Linked DNA regions of Canis lupus: region 2 is linked to region 1. The links are chromatin contacts, called in public Hi-C maps. All regions are on one chromosome and are shown on one strand. Each heading gives the region's core, a stretch centred on a gene start, on an enhancer-like site or on the middle of the called end of the contact. The rest is flanking DNA. Distances are from core to core; before and after follow the strand shown.

Region 1 (2,700 bases), core at 51-2,550:
CCCTGCTTCTTGGTCATAAATTCTTACTTTTCCCTTCTGTTTTCAGAGTTGAGCCCATTCTCTTTCTTCCACTGCAAAACCCCACTGCAGTGGTCCCTGCGCCCATCATGACATTCCCCCTGAAATAAAGTCTGCCTGACTTTGCTTTAATGGGGCCAGGAATAATTTCTCCTTTAGTAGATACGATAGTTTCTCTTTACCATCTCATAGCAAGAGCTCATATGTCCACACCGAAGCCTGGGAGGCTCCTAAGAACTCCCGGAAAATGTGCAGATGAGCTGAAAATAAGTCGTCTCTGAGAAAGCAGGCTGATGATGCATGCCCTCCTCGAATCTTAGTTGGTTTCGTGTGCCCAGCGAGAAAAACCTCCACCCTGACTACCAGAGAGAATGCTGGCACTGCCTTCCCCGCTCCTGGACCCCAGAGGAGCAGGGCCCTGGGATAGAGGCCACTCCTGCAGAGAGGCTGCAAAGTCACAAAGGCTAGAGGAAAGAATAAATCAAAACAGATATGGAGTCAACCGTGTGGACACGATTGCTATGTGACTCACAGAGAAGGCAATTCCAGAAGAACAGAACTGGGGTTTCTGCTAGTATGACGCACACACTGGACATCACACAGCCTTCACCATCATGCCACCAAATGCAGACTCGGGTAAAATTTGGTTCTGATACAACCGATGATACATTCTGTAACAGCAGTGATACAGCAGAAGGAATACAGAGCTGAGCGGACAGTGGGATGTGGTGCAGCACCACTTGCTGCAGAAAAGAGGCTGGGAGCGAGATGGTGGTAGGATCAGCTCTCCTTCTGTCTGGAACAATAGACACTGTCACCTCCTGAGGACAGGAGGGTCCAGCCAGGGCTGGACCTGTAAATAGTTGTACTCATAGACTGACCTAGGCTAAAGGACGTCCAAAGAACCAAGAGAGAGACAGTAGAAATGACCGCATTTCTTCCTATATACCAATAAAAATTCTAGTATTTAAAAGTGTGCCAGATACAAACAGGGGCATCACAGATACGAAAATATTGGAATGACACGGATCACCAAGGCCCCTGCAGCAGACAACATGCACCCTTGTGAAGCACTCCCTATTTGCGGGCACTAAATACATAATAGTTCTCACTTTCTCCAAAATGACCTATAGAATGGTTAAAAAGAAGAGACTGGGGTGCCTGGGTGACTCAGCTGGTTGAGTAACTGCCTCTCGATTTCGGCTCAGGTCATGATCTCAGTGTTAAGTCAGCCAACCAGCCAACGTGGGGCTCCTCCCTGGGCGTAGAGCCTGCTTGCCTTTGCCTGCTTAAGATCCTCTCTCCATCTTCCTCTGCCCCTCCCTTTACCACCCCTCACCCCTCACTGTGTGCTTGCACCACACTCTAGCTGTTAAAAAAAAAAAAAAAAGAAAAAAAAAAGACCAGAAGTAAGTCAAGACGTCAATGGTGGCAATTCCCAGTGTGAGAACATGAATGTCTTTTTGTTTTTTGTATTTTCTACATTTTTTTAATTTTCTAAAAACAAAATGAAAAGGCATCAAAATGGTAAATGCAGCACAAACTCATTGAAACCCCTAGGGTTTCACAGGTATAATCTTAACTTAATCCTCAAATCACTTCTATGGGACACATATTATTTTCCTCATTTTCAGATGGGGGAAACTGAGGCTGGAGCTGTTAAATTGTCTCCTTGAGCTCACACAGCTAGTACATGAATGAGTCTGCACTAGAACTCAGATCCTTTTTTTTTTTTTTTTTTTTTGAGATAGAGCATGAGGCGAGGGGAGGGTGTGGGGGCAAAGGGAGAGGGAAACAGAGACTCTTGCCCAGCATGGAGCCTGACGGAGATCATGACTTGAACCAAAACCAAGCATCCGATGCTTAACCATCTGAGCCACCCAGGCACCCCTGAACCCAGGTCTTTTGACTTTGGATTCCACGTTCCTTCTTCCACTCTCCCTGTTTCCCAAGAATAGCATATTCTTCCGACAGCTAACACAGCAAGATACATCAGAAGGAAACCCACTGGTCCTCTCCTGCTCTTGCCCAGAATGAGTGACAGGGCTGCAAATGCCTGGGAGTGACCAGGAGAGTACTGGTCCAGCCCAGCCTGGGAGACAGGTGACTCGGGAGACATAGAAACATGGCCTTCTGAGGAATGAGCGCGGCTTGGTCACGCACGCAAGGAATCCTCAGGTCAGAGCTAGAAGTAGACCTCTATTTTGCAAATTTCCTCCGCAGAATCTTATAATTCATGGGCCTCCCACAATCTTGATCAGGCATCTATATTGAAAAAGCCTGCAAGGCCTTCACACCAGCTACCACTGCTGAGTTACCAGTTACCACAAGGTTGGCATCTTAGAGCAAGTTTAGAACTTAGTTTACTTATGATTTTCTGGGTGAAAAGTTCAGGAAAGACATGGCTGGGCAGGTCTCACTGGAGGGTCTCTTGTGGTTAAGTTGGCTGGAGTCACAGTATCTGAAGACTCAGCTGGTCTGCACAGGCTGTGAGCTAGAAAGTCGGCCCACGGCCTCTCCGGGTTAGCCACCTTGGGGCGGCAGGACTTCACAGGAACCCCTGAGGAGCTCTGAGGACTTTCTGATCCAGCCTCGGACGTCACACAGCACCACTCCCTTGGCATTGGGTTAGTTAACAAGTGAATCATCAGGTAGGCCAGATTCCCGCACACACAGAGCAGG
Region 2 (2,700 bases), core at 197-2,696, 200 kb after region 1:
GAGAAACACACTCATACAGAGGAAGAGTCTCTCTGCTATCATAAGGGCACTAATCCTGTCATGAGGGCTTCATCCTCAGGACATTATTTAACCTAATTATCTCCAGATAATGGCCCCCACCTCCAGATACCATCACATTGGGAAGTAGAGCTTCATCACATGAATTTGGGGAGACGCAATTCAGTCCATAGAAGAATTCATAGCATAATTCATGACTTGAACTGTGGTTTGCTCCCTACCTGTGTTCTTCATGCCTGTTAGCATGGTTCAGATGGAGTAAGTTATTTGATATTTCTTATTGTGCATGCACACACCCGGGCAGGGCATACAGCTTAACAGCAAAGCCACTCAAGTGGGCAGAATTTCTTTACCTACCACTTAGCCACGCTCCAGCTCTTCTTCTATCAGACAGAGGAAATTAGGAAAGTGGCAGGAATTGTATCACCCTGAAAAAAAGTGTGAGACTGGAAAGGGCATAAAAGAACCTGGGTGAGTCCTCTTCCACAGCCCTCCTTAACACTGTTTTGGTCTCCCTTGGACTGACAGAGATATGTTGAGGGTTGGCGAGAGGGGTAGTGGGGAAAGTGGGAGAAAAAGAGGAACTGGGAGGGAAGAATCAGGCAATTAGCATATGAGTGAGAAAGCAGAAATAAAAGTCAACAAACCACAGAAAGAAGACCCTCACAGCCCAGGCTCCACCCAAGCTTTTCTCATGGGCCCAGGTGCGGAAGTCCTATCCCCAGCACCAGGCACCAGCAGTGTCTGAAGGAACCTGCTGACCCGGAGAAGGAAGAGGCTGCCTGCTTAGAGGAAAGGAACTTCCAGATGCCGGGAGAGGCAGCCGGGCCCTGAGCCCTGAGGCCAGGCCTCTCTGTCTCCCGGCTACCATGGAGGACGGTAAGCTCTGTCTGCTGTGTGGAGGACTTCTGCTGAGTGAGGTGAAAGTGGTCCAGGAAACAGAGGGTGGGGAAGCTCTAAAGGAGAAGTAAAGAGCTGGGAAGAGCTCCATCTTTTGAAGGGGATGCCCTGGGCTACCCAGGAAGGCTGCCTCAGATCTTCATCAAAAGAGTTATTAACTCTGCTTCTTCTCATTGTCCGACCCTGGCAAATCCCTCACCCAGAATCCGCCAGCCTTCATCCAAATGCACGCAAAGCTGGAGAGAGAAGTGGGCAGGAGGTGGCCGATTAGATAAAAAGTGAGAGGTGACAGGCATTGCCAGGCAAGTGGACAAGACAGGAGATGGTGTGACTGAATGAATCACTAGCCTGGCGCCAGGCGAGGGCCTTTGCCCTGAGGAACCACATCCCCCTGCAGCGTCCAGGCCACTTCCTGTGCTGCTCACCAAGAACAAATCGCCCAGGTTAACCTCACTTCCTCTTCCGCTCAGCTTTGCAGGCTGGTAAACCAAGGGACACGTACAGAGCACACGTGAGCCGTAGCAAGGCTCTGGAACCAGGAGTGACGTGGCCCTCGGGGCTGACCCGGAGGGCCGTCCCTGAATCATGACACCTTGGGCACCACGTTTACCCACAGGAGGCCTCTCCAGGTTGTGCTGAAATGCTTCGCATTTCTCCTGGCTACTGGGAGGGAGTCAAAGGGAGAGGCCTTGTCAAGTGTTTGGTTGACACCGAAGTCAGGAGACAGCATTAATAGGTCAGCTGACAGGAACAAGATTCAAAGAGATCTAGACAGGTTAGAATGATGGATCTCTGCCAACAGGATGAAAGATAGAATCCAGAGTTAAGTTCGGGCAATTAGATGCATCAGGTAAAGGAGAGGCAGGTTCATGCGTGAAAGATGAATGCAGCGGTTCTGGTTGGTTGTACACTTGATATGAATGACTAGCATGACATATTCGTTAGCAAGGAGAGAGAAGTGGTTTTTTTGCTGCTTTATATTGCATGGGTATAGTGGTCATATACGAAATAAAGGAGAGAATTATCCCACAGGATTCTTCATATTGAGTTCCAGTTGAGATGCCTCAAATTAAGCAAACATTCACTGGAAAGTGCTGGTGAGGGGGTCCAGAGGGGACAGAAATGATTGCAGCAGCTGGAGCAGACTCCCCGAGGACTGGGAATTCGAGCAGGTGTGGGGAGGATGAGAGAGCCGTATTCAAAAATGTGAAAGTGACATTGAAGAGAAAATTCAATGGATGATGCGGAACTCCAGATTACGAGGAAGTGGAAATTTCAGACAGAAAAGCATATTCCTCCTCAATATACGTTAGAATTAATTGCCATTTTGAGCTACTCTAATAAAGAATTTGCTGTGACTCCAAAGTCCTATGCTGAATCTGTTAGGGATGATGTGGAGGGGACTGGGTGGGCACCCTAGGTACCTTTAGGTCCCTTCCACTCTGAGGTTTCATTTATTTCACTTACCAGATATGTATTGAATTTCTACGTACCATGGTGAGCAAGTTTCTAGGTCCTGTAGTCCCTGCTTTCTTGACACTTACACATATAATCTATGAGGGGGAGACAGACCATCAACAAGGAAACAGCAACACGCAAATGACATGTTATGCAGAAAGCAAACAGGGTGCTGAGGCAGAGAAGAGCAGGGAAGGATCTCTTTAAGTAGTCATGGAAACTCTCACTGAGGGGATACTTCAGCTGAGACCCCAAGAGCTAGGGGCGAGGCTTTTTAAAGAACTAGGAAAACACGGCAGGCAGAAAGTACAAGGTGAACAATAG

The links. Hi-C and Micro-C count contacts between places; a contact is called where the count stands out from the background.
Region 2: a Hi-C map of blood shows a contact between it and region 1, with 3 times the contacts expected there. The contact joins two enhancer-like sites. A contact is called at or near these places in 2 of 9 Hi-C or Micro-C datasets (both in blood).

What each region holds. Positions count from the first base shown.
Region 1 is chr17:54,768,546-54,771,245 of UU_Cfam_GSD_1.0, forward strand. No RefSeq gene overlaps it. Among named protein-coding and RNA genes, the nearest start is that of PTGFRN, 57 kb to the right of the region's middle. Within about 2 kb of position 1,301, at least 2 of the 20 cell types and tissues checked have an H3K27ac peak or open chromatin away from gene starts, as enhancers often do. A contact at or near this core is called in blood, where this site is marked.
Region 2 is chr17:54,965,140-54,967,839 of UU_Cfam_GSD_1.0, forward strand. It overlaps LOC119869821 (a long non-coding RNA gene), which reads left to right. Exons shown (of 3, transcript XR_005372638.1): 2 at 1-897; 3 at 1,951-2,221. Among named protein-coding and RNA genes, the nearest start is that of TTF2, 8.5 kb to the right of the region's middle. Within about 2 kb of position 1,447, at least 4 of the 20 cell types and tissues checked have an H3K27ac peak or open chromatin away from gene starts, as enhancers often do. A contact at or near this core is called in blood, where this site is marked.